7 separate regions of the Mus musculus genome follow, and all the other regions are linked to region 6. The links are chromatin contacts, called in public HiChIP or PLAC-seq and promoter capture Hi-C maps. All regions are on one chromosome and are shown on one strand. Each heading gives the region's core, a stretch centred on a gene start, on an enhancer-like site or on the middle of the called end of the contact. The rest is flanking DNA. Distances are from core to core; before and after follow the strand shown.

Evidence for each region. Promoter capture Hi-C pulls out the DNA fragments that hold promoters and counts their contacts. HiChIP or PLAC-seq counts read pairs in DNA pulled down with a chosen protein or histone mark.
Region 1: a promoter capture Hi-C map of liver shows a contact between it and region 6, with 4 times the contacts expected there. The contact joins the promoter of Cyp46a1 here to the promoter of Atg2b in region 6. A contact is called at or near these places in 2 of 39 promoter capture datasets (cranial neural crest and liver) and 1 of 115 datasets of contacts at active chromatin or transcription factors (astrocytes).
Region 2: a contact with region 6 is called in an H3K27ac HiChIP or PLAC-seq map of extraembryonic endoderm stem cells, with 11 times the contacts expected there. The contact joins the promoter of Hhipl1 here to the promoter of Atg2b in region 6. A contact is called at or near these places in 2 of 39 promoter capture datasets (hippocampal neurons and liver) and 1 of 115 datasets of contacts at active chromatin or transcription factors (extraembryonic endoderm stem cells).
Region 3: a promoter capture Hi-C map of pre-B cells shows a contact between it and region 6, with 4 times the contacts expected there. The contact joins the promoter of Ccdc85c here to the promoter of Atg2b in region 6. A contact is called at or near these places in 4 of 39 promoter capture datasets (cranial neural crest, liver, pre-B cells and 1 more), 1 of 484 Hi-C or Micro-C datasets (CD4 T cells), 4 of 115 datasets of contacts at active chromatin or transcription factors (acute myeloid leukemia, astrocytes, pro-B cells and 1 more) and 1 of 9 other capture datasets (liver).
Region 4: a promoter capture Hi-C map of embryonic stem cells shows a contact between it and region 6, with 4 times the contacts expected there. The contact joins the promoter of Evl here to the promoter of Atg2b in region 6. A contact is called at or near these places in 2 of 39 promoter capture datasets (cranial neural crest and embryonic stem cells) and 2 of 115 datasets of contacts at active chromatin or transcription factors (astrocytes and large pre-B cells).
Region 5: a promoter capture Hi-C map of liver shows a contact between it and region 6, with 14 times the contacts expected there. The contact joins the promoter of Setd3 here to the promoter of Atg2b in region 6. A contact is called at or near these places in 15 of 39 promoter capture datasets (the 3T3-L1 cell line, 3T3-L1-derived adipocytes, the C10 cell line and 8 more), 4 of 484 Hi-C or Micro-C datasets (B cells, CD4 T cells, CD8 T cells and 1 more), 7 of 115 datasets of contacts at active chromatin or transcription factors (astrocytes, bone marrow-derived dendritic cells, embryonic midbrain and 4 more) and 2 of 9 other capture datasets (adipose tissue and liver).
Region 7: an H3K27ac HiChIP or PLAC-seq map of thymic regulatory T cells shows a contact between it and region 6, with 12 times the contacts expected there. The contact joins the enhancer-like site here to the promoter of Atg2b in region 6. A contact is called at or near these places in 2 of 39 promoter capture datasets (liver and maxillary cranial neural crest), 3 of 115 datasets of contacts at active chromatin or transcription factors (forebrain, large pre-B cells and thymic regulatory T cells) and 1 of 9 other capture datasets (embryonic stem cells).

The regions. Positions count from the first base shown.
Region 1 is chr12:108,333,051-108,336,094 of GRCm38.p6, reverse strand. Cyp46a1 (cytochrome P450, family 46, subfamily a, polypeptide 1) reads right to left here and starts at 1,779. Exons shown (of 15, transcript NM_010010.2): 1 at 1,531-1,779. The coding sequence starts at 1,649.
Region 2 is chr12:108,304,800-108,308,188 of GRCm38.p6, reverse strand. Hhipl1 (hedgehog interacting protein-like 1) reads right to left here and starts at 1,919. Exons shown (of 9, transcript NM_001044380.1): 1 at 1,506-1,919. The coding sequence starts at 1,778.
Region 3 is chr12:108,273,809-108,277,003 of GRCm38.p6, reverse strand. It overlaps Ccdc85c (coiled-coil domain containing 85C), which reads left to right and starts at 1,611. Exons shown (of 6, transcript NM_001159910.2): 1 at 1,611-2,666. The coding sequence starts at 1,871.
Region 4 is chr12:108,553,186-108,556,612 of GRCm38.p6, reverse strand. Evl (Ena-vasodilator stimulated phosphoprotein) reads right to left here and starts at 1,893. Exons shown (of 13, transcript NM_007965.3): 1 at 1,400-1,893. The coding sequence starts at 1,404. Gm16596 (predicted gene, 16596) reads left to right here and starts at 995. Exons shown (of 3, transcript NR_045753.1): 1 at 995-1,234.
Region 5 is chr12:108,177,525-108,180,933 of GRCm38.p6, reverse strand. It overlaps Setd3 (SET domain containing 3), which reads left to right and starts at 1,650. Exons shown (of 13, transcript NM_028262.3): 1 at 1,650-1,781. Ccnk (cyclin K) reads right to left here and starts at 1,196. Exons shown (of 12, transcript NM_009832.2): 1 at 1,054-1,196.
Region 6 is chr12:105,683,782-105,687,196 of GRCm38.p6, reverse strand. Atg2b (autophagy related 2B) reads left to right here and starts at 1,956. Exons shown (of 42, transcript NM_029654.4): 1 at 1,956-2,528. The coding sequence starts at 2,367. Gskip (GSK3B interacting protein) reads right to left here and starts at 1,845. Exons shown (of 3, transcript NM_178613.3): 1 at 1,739-1,845. The coding sequence starts at 1,752.
Region 7 is chr12:108,202,671-108,205,661 of GRCm38.p6, reverse strand. It overlaps Ccnk (cyclin K), which reads right to left. Exons shown (of 12, transcript NM_009832.2): 12 at 2,303-2,991. The coding sequence ends at 2,961. It overlaps Ccdc85c (coiled-coil domain containing 85C), which reads left to right. Exons shown (of 6, transcript NM_001159910.2): 6 at 1-2,062. Among named protein-coding and RNA genes, the nearest start is that of Ccnk, 24 kb to the right of the region's middle. Within about 2 kb of position 1,586, at least 7 of the 459 cell types and tissues checked have an H3K27ac peak or open chromatin away from gene starts, as enhancers often do. A contact at or near this core is called in thymic regulatory T cells, where this site is marked.

The sequences.
Region 1 (3,044 bases), core at 530-3,029, 2.6 Mb before region 6:
GAAGGGCCCCCTCCCTAAGGAGTTAGCATAGCCTTAAGCCAAGCCATGCAGTCCTGGAGAAGGCCTGTTTAGGAGGAGTGAAAGTTGTAAGTGCTAAACAAGGCAAGGGGGGGGGTGTCCAAGGGAGACCCCCAAGGTCAAAAGGAGGGCAGAGACACAAGGGAGAGAAGAGTGGCCTCCCCATGTCTCCAGCCACAGGGGTCACTCGGGTCCACAAACAGGAATTCAGGCTGCTGTACTGGAGATGGTACCTTCCAGAATGTTCATATCCAGAGGTCTTTAAGAAATGTGTCTAATACCTTTGCTTATTTATTTATTCATTCAACAGATATTTATTTATTGAGCAATTAAGTGCAACATGCCAGGCCCTGGAGGTATGACACAAGCAAACCCAACATCTCTGCCCTATTTGGGCTCACATTTTAGCATGGGGCAATCAACAGGTGGGAAAAAAGGTGACTCCAGGGGTAGCCTTAAAATTACCGGGGCTGGGCAGGCTTCACATAGAGGGATTGGGACAGCCTGTTTGATATGAGAACAAGAAAATACCACTCACAGGCCAGAGAAGGTGAATGGGGAGAGCCAATGGAGAGATGTAGGGGACAGGCAGGCTTAGGGCAACCGTAGTATGCAAAGGGGGCAAGAGGGGACAGGTACTAAGTTGCCTGTGAACTTAGTAGTAGCTTGCTAGCTGTGTGGTATGGTTCATGTGAAACGGGATTTTTCAACTCTGAAGTGATGGGAAGCCCTTGGGACACTTTCATTACACATCTACTCTAAGCTTCAAAAAGCTCTTGCCAGGTATAGTGGCACAGGCCTTTAATCCCAGCACTCAGGAGGCAGAGACAGGCAGATCTCTCTGTGAGTTTTGAGGTCAGCCTGGTCTATAGTGAGTTCCAGAACATCCAGGGTTTTGAAGAGAAACCTTGTCTCCAAAAAAAAAGGGGGGGGGGTGAGAAAAGGAATAAGAAAGAAAAGGAAAAGAAAGGTAAGCTTTTGATGGGAGCCATTGGTAAAGTGGCCAAAAACGGAATGGAAATACTGAGGACAAATGGAATGTCCCAGGACAGAAACACAGAAACAGAAAAACGTGACGGGAGTACAGTGTTCAGTATTTGGACAGGTTGGCCCTGTCCAAGTCCTAAAGTTAGCAGCGTCCACTTCGAAAGCAGCCTAACCTGGGTTTAAATCTAGGCTTACCAACTGTGTGACCTTGGCAGGTGACTTCCCCGCGTGCGCCTCAGTCTGCAGGTCTGAACGATGGGGTAACAGCAGCGCTTACCTGACAGGACTGTAGCTGCCGACACATTTGTGCGGCCCAGCCAAGCGCGGTGGGCGCCCAGCAGCTGCTGCGGCTGTGAGTAATTTGTTACTAAGAATAGTTAGCGCCCCTCTCCGGGCCTGCGTCTCCGGGCTGGCCGTGCGTACAAGACGAGGCTGGACCCCCGTCCTGGGCGCTGGCTCTGACGCGGTCCCCAGACCCCGCGATCGAGAGCCCCAGCCAGGCCCCCGCCCCCACCCCCCGCTCACCTGGGCCGCGGCGGCCCGGGGATGTGCTCATAGCGGCTGCGAGCGCGATGCACGAAGGTGCAGCAGAGGCCGAAGGCGAGCAGGACGGCGCTGCCGAGCAGCAGCAGCCCGGGGCTCATGGCTCGTGGTCGGCGCCGGTGCAGAGGGGGCCGGAGGCTGCGACCGACTAGCTGTCAGCGCTGCGCGCCGCCTCGGCCCCAGGCCCCGCGCTCACCAGCACCGCCCCCGCCGCTCGGCTCCGCCCCCGCTGGCTCGACCCCGCCCCGGGCACGCGGACCCGCCAACCACGTCTCCGCCTCCAGCCCTAGCTCTCAGGACCCGCCCCCGCACGGCCACGCCCTCTTTGAGGCCCAGCCCCAGCCGCCACGCCGTTCCCGCCCAGAGCGATAAGTATTCACCAATCACAACCTGGCTTTTGGCTCAGACTTTGAGGCCACGCCCCTTCTACCCTCTCTTGAGCTCAGACTCCACCCCGAAGTCGCCCCGCCCAGAACGCGTTGTCCTGGCAACCTCGCTTCCTGGGCGCAAGCTGCCCAGGCGGCGGCGCAAATCCCGTCCGCTGGCTCCGCCCCTTTGGCCTCGCCAACTGTCTCTCCGCGTGCAGTGCCAGGCCTCTTCCTTTCTCGTGCAAACCTTCTGAAAACCCTTTCCCAGCCCTCCAATCCCCGTCTTGCGCTGACTGTTCTCAAACATCTCCCTGAAACCTTAGCGCCCCAAAGTTAGTCAATCCCAAATGTCCTCGCGCTGCGCCTTCATTGCAGGTCGGTGCAAGCCTTGCGCCCGCTGTGTGCCAGCGTCCGCCCGGAGGCGGAGGACAAGATCCTAGCAGGATGCAGGAGTTCCTGGGCCCGGGAAAACCATAATCCTGAGTATGGGTGATGGTCCATAGGAATGTGCTGGGCTGTGCTCCGCCTTCTCACCCGGTGGAAGCGCAAAGTGCTCCTCACTTCCGAGTTTCAGTTCCCGTGGGGGACGCTCAGATAGGCCTGCAGTGGATGGGAGGGCCAGATGTGCGCTCTCCTTGACTAGATAAAGAGCCTCGGGATTGGGGAGTGGGGGCTCTGAAGACCTCGAGAGAAGGTCGGTTTCTGACTACTCCGAGACCTTGGTTAGGTCCTGGAGGGGTCTGAAGACAGAAAAACAGGAAAAAAGTGTGGACCGTGTGCCTACATTTCCGGGTATACAGGACCAGCCCCCGGGAGGGACATATCAGGGATCCGTGAGCTGCAGGTGACGGGGAGAGCTTTAGGAGCTGTGCTTGATTTCGGTCTGGAGAGGCCACCTCAGCCTGAACAAGACGGGAAGCCAAGCATCCAACCGGGGACTGGCCTCTGAGTGGCATTAGGGGGATGTGGCTTGCCACCGCGCCCCCGTGTGGTAGCGAGCGGCAGTCGCATGTGCGCAACAGGGACCTCCCGTGGCCCTGCTTGGGGGCAGAGGAAGGTCAGCCAGTTTAGTTTAGCCATTTGTGAAAGCTCCTGAATTGAGAGGAGATGAAGGCATGAGACTGCGAG
Region 2 (3,389 bases), core at 670-3,169, 2.6 Mb before region 6:
CTTGGGATGCACCAAGTGTTGGCTTAGTAGAACCCATGGCAAGATGAACAGGACACCCTAGAGTGCTGTGGTCTCCCCTCCACCATCTCCTTATCTCCATGATCTTTTTTTCACAAGGGCGTTGAGTGTGGTCCAGGTCTTTTGACCTGCCACTGGGCCATGTCACCACTTTCCTGAAGCAGCTCCTGATCCCCGCTCTCTCTCTAGGCCAGCAAGGAAGCACTAGAGGAATTTACCTACAAACCCCAAATGGACTGCTCTGCCTATGCCGTTTAATCTCTGTGGTATGGGGTGAGGGATAGACATCTGATCCTGTTTTAAAGATAATGTCATTGAAAGACAGCCGTGAACCTCGCAAGCTCTCAGTCACGAGAAGATGTACTATATCAAACCCAAGTCCGCCCTTTAGTCTTCCCCTGCAGGTTGCCCCCTGCTGGCTGGGATCTGAACTTCGTACTGTCTGGCAGGGGTTGGAGGGCGGTTTCTATTCGTGAATCCTTCACCTTACAGACCTAGGTTGGGCCCGCCTTGGGGTTTCCCTGGCTGGCTGGCTGGCTGGCATTCCTGCAATCAGATCAGTCAGGCAGGATACTCCGCATCGACATAAGGGAAGCGATAGTTCAGCGTGGATCGAAGTAAGGGCTTCACTATCAGAGGAGAGATGAGAGTAACTCATCTGGGGAGAGACTCTACCAGGTGAGGAGACCAGTAGCTGAAAAGAAAGGTGGGTGCTTTAAGCATCCTGGCCCTGAGGAATGGGCTCTCAGACTACTCCTTTCAGTCTGCCTGTGGAAGAGTCCTCATCGGAATAAGCAGTCCCCAGACTGCTGACAAAGTCATGCCTCAGATTTGGCTACATATCTTCCCATCCTGCCTTCCTAGACTTAGCAAAGACTTCATCCTGGTACCTGACAGAGATAGGACTCTCTGCAGTGGGGCACTGGAGGAGGGGGGAGGGGGCGGGAGCTTCCAGGGTGTCCCAGAGAATAGGAGTCTTGAGTCTCTAAGAGGAACTGAGGCTCCTAAAAGGCCCAACATCAGCAGGGCAGTGGTGTTGCCTCTGTCTCCCAGCACTTGGGAGACAGAGGCAGGCGGATTTCTGAGTTCAAGGCCAGCCTGGTCTACAGAGTGAGTTCCAGGACAGCCAGGGCTACACAGAGAAACCCTGTCTCGAGGGAAAAAAAAAAAAAAAGCCCAACATCTTTGCAAAGCAAATGAATGACAAGAGCTAGCTAGCCAGGTCTTCCCGCCTGATACCAAGTCACTCCCTCTTGGACCCCCCAAGCTCCAAAGTCTGGTACCCGCTCCCGACCCTTGCCCCTGTGGTTGCCATCACCTCCAAAGTTCAGGATCCATTCCTAAGTCTCATGCCTGTAGGGTCGTCATTCCCCTCCAAGTCTGGGACCCACTCCTGAGTATCGCCCTTCTGGGGATGCCATTCCTGCTCCGCCCCCGCCCCCGCCGCCAGCGACTAGTGTTCCACGTGCCTCCGTGCACCCGCTCACCTGGCACAGCAGGTCCAGAGCGTAGCCGGCACACGTCGCCCACACCCCGGCATCCATGCGGGTCTCCAGGACCCGGAAGCGCCGGGCCAGCGCCGCGTCCTGCTCCGCGGTGCAGCAGCCGAAGGCGGAGTACTGCGCGCAGAAGCTCAGCGGCTGCGGCGGCCGGAAGGGCGGCCTGAAGTCCAAGCACTGCGGGTGCGCGGCGGCCAGCAGAGCGCGCAGAACCAGCAGCGCCCCGGGCCCGATCCGGGCCACAGCCCTCCGTCCCGCCATTCTCCTGGCAGTCTGCAGAAATAGCAGCCAAAGGCCGGCCAGCCAGCCCCGCCGATGCGCCCCCCAGGAGCCACTGGCCGCGCCCTGAGCGCCCGCCTCCAGCCTTGCTTGCACCCTCCCGGGAGATCACCGGGAAACCGGTGGATTCGCCCTACAGGCCTAGGGTCCAGGGACTCCCCTCGCTGGAGGTCACCTCTGCTTGGGAGCACTCTGCAGGATTGGAGGATCACGGCACTCTGCAGCTCCCCTCTGCGGGCAGCCCCCTCCTTCTGGCCCCAGCCTTTCCAAACCTGGCGTCTGGGAAGCCCCGGTTGCCCAGTTTCACAGTTCCACTTCTCTCAGGTGCTCGCTAGCCGCCAAGTAGACGAAACCCCAAAGCCCAAGTCAGGGACTCCTAGGTCCCACCTCCCACTGAGCCAGACAGGATCTTTAGCAGTGTTTAAATGTGGAGGTGTGGCATAAAAGACAGGTGGTGTTGCCTGGGACCTCACAAGAAGTGAAGCATGAGCCTGGGGGTGGGAGGGAACAGGCGCAACCGCACAGTCAGTCCATCTTTGGCCCTGCCAGGGCTTCTGTCCTCCCCTGGCCGTGGAACTCTCTACCCGTAGCCCAGAACCCGTGGGGTTCTGTGGGAAGCCCTAATGGGTGTGTCTCCTAGATGGTTGTTCGTCCGTCATCTCTCCTCCTGCATCTCTTGTCTCAACTTTACCCCAAGAGTGAACATAGACACTATCCCATGGGCTCAGAATTCCACCATGTCAAAGCCCCTAGCACTTGTCTATGAAGACCCCAGAACCGGCTTCTTCCTGGAATACTCTTTCCATCAGTTCTGTCACGCACACTCCCACGTGGCCTTCACATGATACCCACTTGCTGCTGTCTCTTTGAACAGCCCTGTATCAGTCAGTCTGCCACAGTTGCTGAGTGCGGTTGGGGTTGCTTAGATTCCACAGGGCTGTGGTTGGAGCCTGAAATGGGGTAGGGGTGGGGGCCAGCTATGAGTCAAAGTCCCCATATAAGAGCAAACATCTCATCTCTAAGTCTTTAAGGGCAAGCACGTGTAACTGACGTCAAGGATGAGAATCCACATGGGACGATGAGACAGCACGGAGTTTTGTAGTTGCAGCAGTTGGTCCACAAAGTCCCTGAATGGTTGGAGGTGGTTAGAAAAGCTATGGCCAACCGCTGCAGCTGGACCCTCGAGGGGGGAGAGGGGGAGACAGGGAGATGGCACTGTCAGATAGTTGGGGACAGACAGCAGGGGAAGAACATCCCACTCCATCCTCCTCCCCATTCCAGGCAGTGTTTATTATAGGCTTAACCGATCATAGCTGAATGGGAGTCTGAAAAGCCTTAGCTCGGGAGTTGAGTGACTACACAAAGTGCCAGGCAACAGTAGAGCCCCTGGTCACTGTGTCCTTGTCCCAGACTGGTAGCCAGATTAAGGTACCGGTAGCAGACCATTTGGGAAAATTCTTGGAGGCTAGATGTGCATAAGAGTGAGAAACCAGGGGTGTCACAGTCTTGGGGTTAAGCTCTTGCAAGTTTACCTCCAGGAACCCTGCCAGGGTCTCAGAGAAGGGCCAACAAAGCCCCCTGATGGTTCTGGTG
Region 3 (3,195 bases), core at 362-2,861, 2.6 Mb before region 6:
TTTAGGTTGTCAGGCTGGGCTTCACACTCCTTTACCTGCGGAGCCATCTCGCCGGCCCCTCCTCCCCTTCGAACCGGCCACTAACAAGCCAACCCTAAGGCCATTCCACTTGCTGTTCCTTTCACCTGTCCGGCCTCCAGGCTTACCTTTGTCCTTGTCACTCAGGTTTAGGTCCTAGCTCCTAGGTCCCTCCCAGAACACAGATCTAAGGCAATTGAATTCCCCGCATAGCGCTGCAGACAGCCTCACCGATTCTTCTCACGTTGTACTCTCTCCCTCCTCCCAAGAATGCCAAGTGCCCTCAGAGAGCAGTGGCCTCTTGTCCCGGTAGAATTCCCCCGGGATGGGGAAGGTGTAAGAGGGCACATGAGGTGGTTTAGTAAACGGCTGAGTAACTGTAAAAGGGGGATGTCAGCTGCTGCGCGGGCACGCGCTCCAGGCCCGGGTAGCTTACCCCGGTTTGTGCGCGCGCAGAGTGGGTTATCTCCTTGTAGGTCCAGGGGAAACGCATCCTTCCCTCGGCCCGCTGGCTGCAGAAGCGCTGTTAAATGCGCTTAGGGGACGGGATTTATAGGTGTGGGAAGATCCGTATGCTCCGCAGCGATGCGGGGCGAGGGAAGAAGGTTCTGCGGTCGCTGAGTACCTATGGACCCCAGCTATCTGGCCAGGGTGGAAGACCTTCCCTCGCCTTTCTCAGGGGTTTCCACCTAGCGAACTGCATGTTCTTCCAATCCCAGGGATTTAGCGGTGTAGTGCGCGGAAGGGAAGGGCTCGGAGAACTGCTCTGGGAAAAGGGCAGGTCCTCGGCTCCCACCACGTCAGGGGAAGAAGGGAGAGAGATCTGGCCCTGAGATAAGGCTGGCAAGGCTCCACGGTCTTGGGCTAGGGGTGGGAAGACAGCCCCGCTGCAATATTAGGCAGGGACCCAGGTGGCTCTGGTCGGTGGCCCGGAAAGGGACAAAGACCAGCCCTGCCCGACCCCCCATGTCAGGGTCCTATTGTTCCTCCTCTCTCGGACTGTACCGAACTCTGGTGCCCCCGAGAGGGAGGGAGGGAGGGAGAGAGCTGTGCTCGCCGGGTGGGCATCTGTTTATTAAGGGTGAGAAAGGGAGGGTCAGGGACGCTGGCCGGATAAGGGACGCGTAAATTCGCGCGTCGCCTTTAAGGGAAGCCCTGCCCTACCTTTCCCACCGGTCCCCGCCACCCCCTAGCCCTACCTGCATTTTAAAACCCCTTGTAGTCCTGGGATTGGCCCAGGCCGCGTCCTCCGGGCGAAGAAACTTGAACCGGGAGTGTGGGGGGGAGGAGGGTGCAAGGCCCCGCGGTTGGAAGATACCATCTTTTCAGCCTCCCCGCGCGCGCCCCGCCCCTCCCGCACACCCCCGAACCTGGCCAATCAGACCTGTGGGAGGGCGGGACCGTGGCTCGAGCGCGCCTCTGGCAGGGCGCCCGGCGGGCCGGCGCACCGCGTAGGGGGACCTCGGGGGCCTGCCACTCCTCTGACCGCCTCCCTTTCGGAGGCGTGGCCCAACGGCGGCGCCCCGCCCCCTCTCCGCCCGGGGTGGGCGGGGCAGCTGGGGCTCCGGGAGCGGGGCCGGGGGCGGGCCTCCGCCTGCTGCGCCCGAGCTCGGAGAGCCGGGGCACCGCGGCCGCCGACGCAGCCACGGTCCCGGTTCCTCAGTCCTGAGGCGTGCGCGGGCTCTCGGGTGACCCCAGAGGGGGCCGCGGGAGGGAGCGCGAGGCGGCGAAGGGCGGGCCGCACGCGTCCCCAGCCGCCCCCCGCGCGCGCGTGGCCGAGCCCAGAGAAGCCCCGGCGCGGGGAGCGCCGGCCCGGCGCGGGCGAGGGCGATGCCGCGGTGACGGCCCCGCCATGGCGAAGCCCCCGGCGGTGGCGGCGGCGGCTGCAGCGGCGGCGTCGGAGGAGCTGAGCCAGGTCCCGGACGAGGAACTGCTGCGCTGGAGCAAGGAGGAGCTGGCGCGGCGGCTGCGGCGCGCCGAGGGCGAGAAGGTGGGCCTCATGCTGGAGCACGGCGGCCTGATGCGCGACGTGAACCGGCGGCTGCAGCAGCACCTGCTGGAGATCCGCGGCCTCAAGGACGTGAACCAGCGGCTGCAGGACGACAATCAGGAGCTGCGTGAGCTCTGCTGTTTCCTGGACGACGACCGGCAGAAAGGGCGCAAGCTGGCGCGCGAGTGGCAGCGCTTCGGACGCCACGCGGCCGGCGCCGTGTGGCACGAGGTGGCCCGCTCGCAGCAGAAGCTACGGGAGCTCGAGGCGCGCCAGGAGGCCCTGCTGCGCGAGAACCTGGAGCTGAAAGAGCTGGTGCTGTTGCTGGACGAGGAGCGCGCGGCGCTGGCGGCGGCGGGGGGCGCTGGCGGCGGCGGCGGCGGCGCGGGCTCCCGCAGCTCCATCGACAGCCAGGCCAGCCTGAGCGGGCCCCTGGCGGGGAGCGCAGCGGGCTCGGGGGCCCGCGACGTTGGCGACGGCAGCAGCACGTCCAGTGCGGGCAGCGGCGGCAGCCCGGACCACCACCACCACGTCCCAGCGGCTCTGCTGCCCCCGGGGCCGCACAAGGTTCCGGACGGCAAGGCCGGAGCCACGCGCCGGTCTCTGGATGACCTGTCAGCGCCGCCGCACCACCGAAGCATCCCTAACGGCCTGCACGGTAAGCATCTCGCCGGGATCGGAAGCCCATGGGTGTCTGTCGTGAAGCAGTAGTAGTTTCTGGAGACCTCACAGGTGCGGGGTGGGGGTGGGGTCGCACCTTCAGACCCTTCCGCAGCTGGCATAGCAAATGGAGCATTCGGCGTGGTGGTGTCCCTGTCTAGCTGATGCCGCAGAAAAAAGTTTCTCCTCCGCAGCTTTTTGTGTTACCAGCTGGCACTCTGGGGCTGTCGAGGGGTGTCTCTCATCCTACCCTGAAAACACTTGAGGGCAGAGGAGAGTTTTTCTTGGAAGACTATGAAAGGCCCCTAAGCTAAAGCAAGTGAATTTTCCCTTCTGGTTGGAGTCCCTCAAACTCACTTAGCACCCACGACTGCACTGTGCTGTGGCTGGCTTTCTCCCCTGCTTCCTTCCCAGCTGAATCTCCTCCTGGGCTGGGCTGGGCTGGCACACAATCACCCGTGCTGAGACCTTGACGAAGCTGGGCCAGAGTACCCTGGGCTAAGATAAGAGTCTTCCTGGCTTCCCAT
Region 4 (3,427 bases), core at 644-3,143, 2.9 Mb before region 6:
AGTTGATGGAAACGGTGATCTTGGTAAACAGCGAGGAATAAATCATGCTAGGAGAAAGTAAAACATGAATTCTGTTTCCACATTACACAGAAACCAACTCCAGGTAGACAGCATCATTTCATATGAAAAGCAAAATACTAGCATTTCTTCAAAATGTTAACAAGCTATCTTCTTCACTTAAAAATAGGAAACTCTACTAATTAAGAAGAAGCTAAACTGGACAATACTTAAACAGACACTTTATTTAAAAAACAAAAAACAAAAAAACCACCAAACACACACAAATGGACAATCAGTCGCTTTAGTCAACCAGAAACTGCAAATTAAAACCCTGATGGAATGTCACTTCACACTCACCATAATGGCTAAAATTTCACACAGACAATACCAAGAGGTGTCAGGAATTTTTAAACAAGGGCTAGTAAATGCTTGCTGGTATAAAGTGATAACATGATTTTGGGGATTTAGTTCTATCAACTACGACAAAAGATGTACATGTTTTTTATGTAAAAAAAACCAAACAAACAAAAAAACGAAACAAAACAAACAGACAAACAAAAAACCCAACTTACTTGTGGGTAGGGAAACTATCTACTCAATAGATATGAATGCTTTAGGAAGTACACCCACCGGCATATTCATTGCAACGTTAATGGGGAAAAGCTACACACAACTCAAAAGTCTACTAACAGTAGAATGGATACAGTGTGTACTATCTATACTATGCAGGACAGTAAGTAGATAATAGAAACACTATGGACGAACTTCAGAAATATCTTTGATGAAAGTAGGCAGACACAAAAATTACAACAGTGCATTATTTGATTTAAACAGTTCACAGAACAGGTGAACCGAATCTACAATTGGACGCTACGGTGTTTAAGAAAGATGTGCCTAGAAGATAAAATTGCACAGAAAAAAAGAAAAAGAAAGAGAGAAAGAAAACCCGGCATACGCTGCCCCGCGCCCCACCCCACCCCAGAAAGCAGGCTAAGGTTAGTCTGGAAAGGAAGGCTGGGTGCAGCAAATGAAGAGGGCACGCGGGTTTCTGGGTGTTGACAAGGTTCTAGCTGAGTGGCACATCAAAAGCCGTACCTTTTGGGGTTGCACACTCTGAGGGTTGGCAAGAGAAAGGGGACAGGTCAGAAGAGAAAGGTGAAGAGGAGAGCGCCCTAATGGAGAAGAGCTCCGTGCGGATGGCAAAGTGTGGACCGCCGGCGCGGCGCGCGCAGCGGTAAGGCACCGCAAGGCGGGCGCGGCCTCCCGCGGACCCCGCGGCCTGAGCGTCTTCTGGTGCTTGGGCCGCCGGCTGGGGGCTCTGGGGCCGCTTCGATGCCCGGGCACCCCACCCTCCACGCCGGGCGCTCCAGGCCTCGCTGCGCTCGAGGCCCCGACTCACCTCATCGTGGCTGCCGGGCGGGCACGGGGCCGGGGATGAAAGCGCGGCGCGACGGGACGCTAGCGGGGCAGCCGACCCCGGGCGCGGCGGCTCCGCGTCTGGCTGGGCTGCAGGCGGCGGCGGGGGCTCATCTTCTCCGGCGGGCGTCCGGGCCGCTAGCTGCGAGGCAGCGCGGCCGCGGCGGCGGCGGCGGTGGCGACTGACAGCTGGGCCCCGGCCCCTGCCATCTTGGCGGGCGCGCGTGCCCGGGCCGGCGCGTGCGCGTCCCGACCGCCCGCCGACGGGCCGGGGGAGGGGGCGAGCGGCGGGGTCTCGCGGGCGGGAGCGAGCGCGCGCGTCCGCCTGAGACTCGGGGCGGCGGCCGGAGGATGGGGTCCGGGGTGCGGGGTGCACGCGGGGCGGAGGACCCCTCCGCCCGCCGAGGAGACTGCGCGCGCCGACGCCCCTCGGTCGGCGGCCGCGGAGGGAATGAGCGCGCGCCGCAGCGAAGCTCCACACAAAAGGCGCGGGGCTCCGTGGTCCGCGCCTCTAAGAGGGCGGGGCGTGAGGGGCGGGGCAGGGGTGTGGCCCAGGTTCAGAGGGGCGGGGCGAAGCTTTGTGGAAAGGGTGGCTGGGCAACCGGGCCTGGGGGCAAGACGGGGGGCGTGGCCTAAGGTCCCAAAGGAGATACTGTAGCTTAGAGGAATGGGGTTAACTTAGTGAATTCCAGGGTCTTGTCTGCGAGAGAAAGACCGGGGCGACCTTAACGGGAAAGCTTAGGGATCTTAGGTCTAGGAGAGGCCTGGAGGATGGGGTTAGTAGGGAGAGACAAAGCGGAGCTCCGCGGAAAGGGCTGGAGGGTGGTGGGCCTGGGGCCGGGGTTTGGGGCGTTGACCTGGAGCTAGGCGAGCAGAGTCGGGCAGAGACCCCACAGAATCCCTGGTGGTGGAGGAGTTGTATAGAAAAGGGCAGGTGGAGAGGCTTAGGGCAAAGGGTGTGATTTGTGAGGCAAGGCTGAGCGGGGAGAGTGCCAGGAGGCACGTGGAGCCCTACTGAACCGGCTTTCCAGTGCATTCAGAACAGAGCATTATGGGCTGAAAGTTGCAATTTTTAAACGGATCCCTTGCTCTGCAGTACTGTTAGCAATGCCTGAGGTTATAGTTCTCCTAACCTCATGTGTTCCCTTCTTCCTGGGAACCAGATTGGTCTCTTTGTTACAGAAGAGCCTTGTCACATCCTAAGAGTTATGAAAATACTCAGGCCTCAGGTCACCTGAAGGTATTCCAGGTGTCCCCAGGAGAGTCCGGGTTGGTGCACACTTTTATTCCAGCCAGACATTGTGCTTTTCCACCAATCTCCAGGTGTCTGTCCCTGGGGTCTAACAAGTTGTTGCCATTCTGTAACTTGGAGGGAAGAATTAGTTGGTGGGTTTGCTGTAAAGATAGTGTCCTTCCTCTGCACCCCACACTAGAATCACTGACACTTTTGAGGAGAACCCATTTTCCAAAGCCAAGAACCGGTGGCCTCCAAAAAGAAATCTTTTTGAGGCCACATGTTTCAAAAACTGTTTAACTTTTTGTAACATTTTATATCAGAAGAGTGGGAAACACCAAGTTCTTCTACATCCAAGGAATAAAGCCTTCTTTCTGCTTTGCTCAAGAGAGGTTGGCTTCAAATGGCTAGCTGTTAGGGAAAGGGGAAGGGCGGGTGGGGGTAGGGAGAAATGTGAGCAAGTCCCTTTCAGTCTGTTTCCTACTGACCTTGGTGCCTCAACAGATCCTCAGCAGCCTGTAAGGTGAGCTTCGGGATTCCCACCTACTGGATAAACATGTTTGGCATTAAATGTAGGGCTGGTTTAGACAAAGATCAGCAGCCTCCACAGGGAAGCAGGATACAGCAGAGGATGGGAGTGGTCCCTGTCTGTCTTGGCCCGGCCCTTCTGGCAGCTCACGGAGCCCTCTGATGAAAGAAACAGATTGCAGAGACATCCTTGGGACCAGAGCTGCTGGTTTTAGGAATTCACTGAGTGTGGTGGGGACGATGACGTTC
Region 5 (3,409 bases), core at 401-2,900, 2.5 Mb before region 6:
ATTACTATTTCTCAACTATTATCATTCATTCAGCAATAGTTTACTAAGTGCCATATAATGTTCTAGGTATTGAGGCTTGAAATCACTACACTTTCATGGAATCACTCATAAAAAAAAAGTTAAAGACACCCACAACTGCAAAATGCTGGCCAATTATTCTTTAAACAACATATATCAAGATACCACCTGTGTGAGGTTTGTCTTTAAAACCTAAAAGGCCAGTCTTTAGCTAAGACTCATGGCACATGACTTTTTAATTTTAAGTCCAGCATTCTGGAGGCAGAGGCAGGAAGATATCTTTGCGCTGGAGGCCAGCCTAGTTTACAGAGAGAGCTACACACCAGCCAGGGTTACGTAGGAAGACAGCCAGTCTGTGATAACTGATTTTAAACACTGAGTGACTTATGGAAAGCTGTGTTTTATTGGTAGTCCAAAGTTAAGAACACCACCAAGAATACATTAGGCAGGTTAAACTGCTTAAACGTTTTCAGATTAACATATACATGTTATTTCTCAACTTAATAAAGATCAGTTCCCCTAACACCGAGGCAAACAAGCACTCAGGAGAGGATGACGTCTGGGTAAGAACGAGTCTTATCGAGGAAGTCCCTTTTCATTCCTGGTCCTACCTGAGTTCCGTGGTTCAAGAGTCACGGAACACTTTCCAAAGCCTCAATCCTACTTAACAGAGGGATCCACAAGCCGTGGGTGACCGGGTCGGTCTGAGGCAGGGTCTGTGCGTGTAAGCCCCGCCACCCTTTTATTCCTCGGCTAGGAATCCCCCAAACCGCAACCACTTTCCTCTGCGAGGTCAGCTTCCAGTTCCAGGCATTAGCGGCGCACCCCAGAGGACCCGACCCTGTCCCGAAGCTCCCTCGCCGCCAACCCCGCGTCGCCTGCTAATTTCAACGTGCATCAGGGATTCCAAGGAGGGCGGTGGAATCCGGGAAGCCGGACTCTTCCGTAGAACCCAGGCAGCTGGAAAATACCCTCCTCGGACCACCAGGAGCGCAGACGGTGGGCGGCGCTGCCCGCGGCCAGCTAGATACTCACCCCTCGCCTCAGGCAAAACCCTCAGCGACGTCTCTCCTTCCTGACAGCAGCCATCTTGGAGGTGGAATGTCGGGGAACTACGTCATTTCCCTGCGTCTCGGGACGTTAAGAAGCGGCCGGAGGGGGCGGCGAAAGTCAGGTGCCTGTCAACCAATTAGAAGAAAGTAAAGCTAAAAAAAAGAAAAAAAGTAACAAGTCAACAGTCGCCGCTCCGCCTACCCTGCGGCCTTGTGGACTGCGGCCCGTAGGGGGAGGGGAAACACTCGCACACACCCTCCCATCGCCCCACCCCCTTGGCGAAAGGGAGTTCGGGAGCAACCGAACCTGTTAACGGAACTTCGGCCCGGAGGCGGAGCCAGGGCTCCCGTCGTTCAATCACAGCGCGAGATCTAACCAATCGAGTCTTCGGATACGGCTCCGCCCCGGTTGCTGATGTCCAATGGCTGATCAGCACCCTGGCTGGCGGGCGGATGGGCGGCGGGGCGGAGCCGCGCCGAGGCGTGTTAGGTGCGGGCCAATGAACGGCGGCGGCGGCCCGTGGGCGGGGCCCAGGGGCGGGCGGAGCCGGGTTGGGCCTAGGCGGCGGGGCTGTCTCTGGCTGCCGTCCAGCCCCTCCCGTCCGGCCGCCGCCGCCACCGCCGCCGCCGCCGCCTGGGGGTTGGTTGAGGCGGACGGTGGGGTCCCGGCCGGAGTGTGGCGCCGCCGCTGCGCGAAGACGAAGCGGGCAGGTGAGTGCGGACGGCAAGCACCCGCGTGCGGCCCGCGGGCTGAGGGGACGGGGTTCCACCGCTCCTTAAGGAGGTGAGGCCGAGCGTGCGGACTCCGAGGTCCGGTGCTCGGCCGCGACCGAGTTCTCAGGGCCTGGGAGGCTGTGGGCTCCGAGGCCCGGCAGGCCCGGTCCCTGAGGGGACTGGCGAGCGTCTGCAGCTTCCCTCTTCCACCGGGACGGGGGCAGGCGGCAGGTTCAGGGCGCGGCCTGGGCGCGGCCTGGGCGCCGCCCTCGGGTACGGCCGGGGCCCGGAGTGCGCGCGGGGCGCTGGGACTGCGTGCGGCGGGCTGCAGCCTTGGTTTCCTTCCTCCGGTGGCAGGCGCACGCGGCTTGGGGCCGAGGCCCCTCTGCAGCTCTCTGTTGCCCACGGGGAGCCCGGCCCCCGCGCCTTGTCCTCCACTGCCCGCTCGCAAAGGCGGGCGTAGAAAATAGGTCAGGTTTCTTCCCACGCGCCCCTGGCCGAGGTCCACACGCGACGAGCGCGCTGCGAGAGAGAAGCGGTCCGTGCTCTCGGAGTTTGCCATTCCGATTTTCAACTCTTCCTTCTTGCGGCTGCAGCCTGGGCATGCGACTCTGCCTCTTCTCCCCGCCTGCCACTCTTGGAGAAGGAGCTGATTAGTGACGTGCGCCACTGGCTGCCGAGGGGCCTCACCCCCTCCGCGTCGTGTCGGGAGAGGACGTTGGTGCGTTTCTGGAGGGGTGCACGCGTAAAGATGACTCGGGACATGCTGTAATCCATTTCTAAACGAAAACGGTGTTGTTACCGAAGTAAACACATTTGAACAGGATGTTGACAGCCATCTTGCCTTTGCAGACCCTTAGAAGATTGAGGTTTTACTGATAGATGTAACAGAACTGCATCCAGGAAGGCTGAGGCAGGGAATCCGGAGTTTCAGGCCTGCCAGAGCTACATAGGGAGACCCTTTCAAAAAACACACAAAAACTAAAACCAGACTTGGACACTGAAAGTGTGGGTTTTTCATATGTGATACTGTTCCCATTTCCCTTTCAAAGGCGATGCTGAGGGTGTTTTTAAAATGAGTTTTAAACAGTGATAGTCTTGGGGAGTTTTAAGTGAACGCACCCTTAAAATACAGCAGTATAAAAGGACATTTCCTCCCCAAGTTAAAAAGTTTGTCTAGACTCACTGGAACCTACAGTGTGTATGTAGGCTCCTACCTGTAGAGGCTCACTTTATAGATGGGTCTCTGGGGCGCCATGATTGATATTTTGGTGGAATTCCAGCCATTTGGGAAGGAGTTTTTCTAGGGCTTAAGAAAACAGTTTGCAAAACCAAGTTCTGAAAAGCTACAGAAAAAAAGAACATCTTACTGGGACTCTAAACAACCTTGGTCTTTATTGCCCCTACCTTCTTTTTACCGTGCGTTCCTTTCTCTTTTGAGATATTACTAATATCTGGATATGCAACTCTAGTTCCCTTGGAGGGAAGTAGTTGCTATTTCTCCCTCCTTTTTCACTGTGCAAACATCTCAGTGGAGCTATGCTGGACTTGAAGATCCAAACATTGTGCTGATGTGGGTTCTAGCAATGAGGGTTTCTGTTCCTTTTCTGTTTATAAATGTCCAG
Region 6 (3,415 bases), core at 707-3,206:
TCCTAGAAAGTATAAGTGTTCAAGGCAACACCCTTAACACTTTTGGTGCAGTACGCTTGCTTTGTGGGAGTCTCACTTTCTTCCTTCGGTATCTGGAGATGCAGGCATCCTCTGGACAGCTTGTGCTATTTTATACTGTGTTCAGGAAACCATATCAAGCAGTCACCAAACAGAGCCTAAAGTCCAGTTCAAACCTCCTAAAGCCTGATACACAAGGTCCTGCTGGGACTTCCCACCCAGCTCTGTTTATAGTACAGAGAGTACTGTCATTATTTACTTGTAAGGTTCAGAGTCTCTTTGAGCCAGGGTCTCCCCATGTAGACCAGGCTGGCCTTCAACTTAAGGAGAGAGCCATCTGCATCTGTTTCTCTAGTGCTGGGATAAAACTGTGTACCTGATGCCGGGTAAGCATGTCTTATTAGTGTCAAAATATGCCTAGACCCAACCGGTTCTAGTCTTCAGGGCTTTCCTCCAGGCCAAACCACAGAATTTGGATTACTGCTCTGTCCTTCAGCACTGCCCTGGCTGTTTTCACCTTTGGTCTTCTAAGCCCAACATTCCACTATTAGCAACACTGTAGTTAGCAGTCTTAGGCCAGATTATGTAGCATTTCTTTTTATTTCACCCAGAGCAAAAGTTCCATCATTCCTTGCGATGGCTACACTCCTTCCTGTCTTCCCTCCTCAAATTCCTGGTACTTACCAAGCATTACGCATGTGGTAAGCCTTGCAGGTGGTGTTCTTATCTGAAAAATAACTCAGACGTTCATGTATCTTTCTACCTCCAAGTCTCCAACTAAAATATCATCTTTTAAAAATAAGAGGCCCTTTCTTACAAAGCACATAAAGACTCCGAATGGTGTGTGGTGGTGCAAGCCTGACATTTCAGCATTTGGGAGACCCTAATTTCTAGGGCAGTCTGGGCCACATAAGTTCAAAGTCAACCTCAACTACCTACCCAGTGAGAGACTGTCTCAAAACCCAATCCAACTAAACCAAAAGAACCCATTTTGAGGATGCCCCATTCACGGGCCAGAATTCCTTAATTCGGTCTCCTCAATCCAGGACTCGGTTTAGGTTCCTTCCCGGCACACGTCATTTCATTTGCCTCAATTTTCGAGTTTATGATATTAATCTGCTCACACCTGGCTGAGGTGGCAATGTAGGCTCAGAGAGGGTAGCATAGGTTCAAGGTGGCCCAGTGTCAAGTGTCAGGAATCTAACCCAGGACAGCAGACTTCCGGGCCTTTAGGGGCTGCCCTCCTAAGGAGCCAGCTGCGCCTCTTCACAGACTGTCTCCCTAAAAGATAAAAATCGGGCTGCGCAGAGCCTGCGGAGAGCACAAAGTCTTCCAGGAGGCAGCAGCCCCTCAGCGGGTCGGGAAGCGCCAGGATTTAACAGAGGAAACCGTACTGCCCGCAATCGCCCCGATCCCAAGTTTCCTGGTCGTCGGCGTGGCGCTCTGCAAACGGCAAACTACTAGATGCTTTGCAAACAAAGCCGGCAAGGGGGTGGGGGGGGGGGCAACCTGATGACAATAGGCATCGGTCAGAACCCGGACAGAAACGCCGGGTCTCCAGTCCTCGCCCTGCATCCCCGCATCACTTCCCGCAGGACAGCCCAGGCCGGACCCGCCCCCAGACCTCCGTCAGCCCTAGTCCGGGCGTCCGCCGGCGCCCACCACCCGGCCGCGACTGCAAGGTGAGGCTCCACGGGCCGCAGCCAGCCCGCCCACTCACCTGCGAGCGCCCATGTTCTTATCCTTCCTCGTCCGGAGACTGCTGGGGCCAGGATCGCGGCGCCGGCACCACCCCCGCCCCCGCAGTTGCCCCGCCCATTCACCACCGGAAATGCTCCGGCCCGGACTCTTTTTTTCCTGCCTTTCCAGCCCCGCAATATGGCGTCACTTCCGCTTGTGCCCGTTGCTCGAGTACGTGCCGGGAGTCTGGGTCTCGCGAACGCGCCAGGAGCGTGTCTCAGGCGGGAGCGCGCCCAGTAGATGACAACAAATTAGTCGCGCCGCGTCGGAGTCTTGTCTCGCCTCAGCCGCCAGCCCTCTCTGTCTGTCCCTCTGTCTCCCTACCGACGGAGCGCTTCGGAAGCTCCCGGCTTGGGGCGCCCGGTTCTGCTCAGCGCCCAGTCCCCGCCGGGCCTAGTGCGAGCGTCGCGACGCGGGCCATGGGGTTGCCCTGAGGGACGGCGGCGCCGAACCGACATGCAGCGGCCACCGCGAACCTAGATCCCCACCGCGGCTTGGGGACGCCGCCGGGCCGACCCTGAGGCGCTGCCGCTGCCTGGAGCCCAGGTCGGATCCCCCGAGTCGCCGCCGCGTGCAGCCCCGGCTCCCTCGAGCCGCCAGCCCTCACCATGCCTTGGCCATTTTCAGAATCCATCAAGAAGAGGGCCTGTCGCTACCTCCTACAGAGGTACCTGGGCCACTTCCTGCAGGAGAAGCTGAGCCTGGAGCAGCTGAGCCTGGATCTGTACCAGGGCACCGGGTCCCTTGCCCAGGTCCCCTTGGACAAATGGGTAAGCTGCTGTCAGCCAGCAGGGGTAGGAACTGGCTCTCCCCAGGGCGAGACCTGAGCGACTGTCATCCAGCATCGGGCACGTTCGGTTCTCCTTTGGGAATTGTTTAGATTCAAGTGTGGCCCGGCTCAGGGAAGTGTGTAAAGTGTAGCAAGTTTGCGCTCCTAGATCACGTGCTCCGGCTTAAACGGTGTAATGGAGGCACACACGGGGCGAAACAATCGAGTCATTGGTTGGGGGGGGGGGGGGGCGCTTGTGAGGCAGGCCCAGGAAAGTACGTGGCCACCCTTGCCTCTTGGGCTGCGAGTGTCTGCGGTGTTCCTAGGCAAACAAACCCTATTTCTGTGGATGACGTTAAGAAAAATTAAAGATGAAGAGGAGGTGACAGAAATCCCCAGTTATTTATTTTGGTCTGGATGCTGGTATATTTGCGTTTGCTGGGTTGGTTGTCTTCATTCACTGAAAGAAAGTTAGGCGAAGGCCCCTCTTGCCAGTTTGCCTGCTCTGCTTGCGTGAGGTTGTGAATGGCCCCAGTAGTGCTGTTTAGATTTGCCCTTTTGCTTCACGTGATAGATCGACAGGTCGTAAACGCAAATGTTGCAAAAGCTCGGGAGCCGAAGCCGCAGCGTCAGCCTTTTTTTAAAGAACCTGTTTCCTCCTAGAGGCTGTGAGTTGACTTCACCTGAACTTTGAGTATATTCAGTTCGCCAGAAGCAGTTGTATTTGCATCAGTGGGCTAAAATGCCTACTATTTTACTTAAGGCCTTGGGTTTGTCGAGTCTACTCTTTTTTCGAAAAGCTTAAATTATGGAAATTCCTTGACAACTTGTATTAAGAGGTATGACACAAGGTAATTGTAACGAAACTAGGTGACTTAAACCAGAGAG
Region 7 (2,991 bases), core at 337-2,836, 2.5 Mb before region 6:
AGCCAGGCTCAGCATTCTCAATGGGCAGGTAGAACTGGGCCATTGCCCAGGGTCACTGTCAATGTGACGGAGCACCCCCCCCCCCCCCCGCCCGTGTGCTACAAGGAGCCACCCCTGATCCCCTGATGAGGTTTCCTTGGGAAGGATGGGGGCATGCCTGGTTCTGGCTTTAATCTGCTGTGTGGCCTTCAGCCAGCCACTCAGCTTCCCTGGGCCCCCAGCCGTTCCTTCTGCCTCTTGCTCACTCTAGAAACCACCCCAGTTTTGTGGACCTCTGTCCTCACAGTGGAAGAGCTCATGTGGCAACCTACTGGGAACATGCTAGGCCAGCCTGTTTGTCATGCTGTCTCCTCACAGGTCACATCTGAGCCTTAGCCCCTCCCTCCAAGGGACCTGTGGGCGGGGGCGGGGGGGGGGCGGGGGGGTCAAATGCGTGCTTCAGTGAACGTTGCTCGCGCCTCAGCCGGAAGGCGGCACATGGCTGTCAGGAGTTTTCTCTAGTGTGGTTGGAGGAGAGTGAGGTGCTTTTGTGAACCATGCAGATGCTGTCTGTAGGAGGCCCTGGCCACACTGCTGGCTTCGCCAGTTCCGTGTATTTACATCCACACCCATCAGCTGTCCTCACGCAATGGTACTTAGAGCCCCATGCAGCAAGCCCAAAGAGCTTGTCCTTGCCTCAGGTCCCTCCCAAACCCTGTGAGCAGAGGGGACAGGCCAAGAAGGTGGGTGACATCCTTGCTCCCCAACAAGCCCAGGCCCCGTAACCTTGGGTGGTACCCAGCACCTTTGCTGCCCACACCCTTGGGTCCCACACTCTCAGGGGAAAGGCCCATGGCCCTCGGTGTGCCCAGGGAGTGTTGCGCAGGGGCTGTAGGGGACCGGCCTACTGCTCCGGCTGTTGGTGGCACTGGGAAGCTCTTTCTAGGAGCTGCTGGATGGTCAATCGATAGAACTTGCAACTCCATCTGCCGGCCCCAGCTGGTACTGGGTATTTCTAAGTGGGCTGCTGGGCAGGCAAGACCCTTCCTGGTTCTTTGAAGCCAAGAAACCGCAGAATAATGTTGAGGTATGTGGCCCACACAAGGTGGGAGCCAAGTCAGAGAGTCCCAGTCACATTTGTATCAGGACAGTTCAGCCACCTCTGAAATAAGCAATAAGTAAGAGCTCTTGGAGTCTGAAGACAAGAAAGATCCTGTCCCTAGTGCTGCAGGGCATCCAGGGAATCTAAAGAGAATTTCTCACAGGCTCCTCTGCCCTTGTGCAGGCAGAGAGAGACAAGCTATACCCCAGCCCTCGGCAGTAGGCTGGCTTCCCTAGGACAGCCTGGGTCATATCTCAAACCTAACAGGAGAGGCCAGCAGCAACCCAGTTGAGCCCGGGGCCAGGGAGGGCAGGTGGTCTTCCGTGACCCTTCCCTTCTGGAGCCTTAGCCTTTGCAGTGCTGATTCTCCACCCCAAGCTCACAATATGCTTGTGCTGGCTCCACCCCCGTCCCCACTGTGACAGGTCACTTGGCCCCATCTAGGGTGGCCTGGCCTTCCCCGGAGTCAGAATCTGCTGAGCACATCTTCATTTGCGATCAACAGCCACGCGCCAGTGTTTCAAGACAAAGTGACCTTTCATTTTTCTTTCTTGAAACTTGAGAGGAAGTGAGATACATACTACTGATCTTTTTTTTTTTTTTTTTTTTTTTTTTTTTAAGAAACAAAATGCATGGCTGCAGAGTGGCAGAGGTGTCTATTTTCATACTGTGGGGGAAAGCGTGCTGCTTTTGGGAGGGGCTGGAGTGCCTGGTTTCTGCCCTGGGCCGGTCTTCTATAGGAGTTGGTGGTGAGACCTGCAGCTGCCCCTCCTGCCCTGGCCGTGTAGAGCTGGAGCCTGTGCACTTCGGCCGTTTCTACCTTCTATCGAACCACTTTGATTTGTGGAGAGAGAAAAAAAATAGAACTTTTGATAGTGTGGTAAAAGCATTGATTTGAACTATTTTAGTAAAAGGAGTAACATAAGATTGTGACAGTGTCTACTTTGAACTAGATAATAAAGGCCTCTTTGTGAGCCTCGGAGCCGAGTGTGTAGTGCTTTTTTCCTGTTGTGAGCTGACGGCTTGTTGGGTGGGCAGCTGGTCCCACCCTGGATAGGAAAGACCACTCATGGCTACTGTCAGGTCAGGAACATGAGGGTCCTAAGCCTGATAGAAGCTCTAGAAGCTCATGTAGCCCAGAACACCAGGTCCTCCAAAGGAGGCACAGGCCGTGGGACAGATCAACTGAGGTAGAGAGAGAGGCTGTACTCACACATAAACGGTAGTTTCAGAACTGATTTTATTCGGGCAACTGACTGAAGGATTCTCATTTGTAACCAAGATGGAATTCACAGTATGTTGTTACATTCACGCTTAAAAAATATCTCTCTATGTACAAGACTTTGCAAAGAGATGTAAACATACATTGTTTTCCAAGTACACACCTCCTTTCTCCATGGAGGGAAGGAGACAGCCACCCGTCAAGGCAGCCCCCCAGATGACAATAGAGGACAGAGTTACAAGCTAAGTGGGGAGTCACCTCACCTACTAGGGGCCACAGAGAGAAGCCACAGAATGGAAGAACAACAGCCAGACTGCAGACAGGAGGACATGGATACCAAAAGTTAGTTCTCAGGAAAATTAGGCACTGATTTCTAGAGGGTTAGTCACTCCTTACTGAAGCTATTAACTGAGCCAATGTGGCTACTTAACATCTTCACTAGTATTAAAGTAGCCCCGTGCAGGACACAGACGGCAGCGGGGACTGGATGTGATCACACCACAGCAGGCACTGCCCAGGGCACACAGTTCATGCCAGGGCCCAGCCCTCCCACACTGCAACTGTCTAGCATATACAAGGCGCCCTGCTGCCGCCCCCTCAGTCTATTCTTCAAGTTGGTTGGAAAACAATTCTTAAAACAAAGGGGGGGGCGCCCCGTTATCTCATCCAGGCCGCCCGCCCTAGCCCC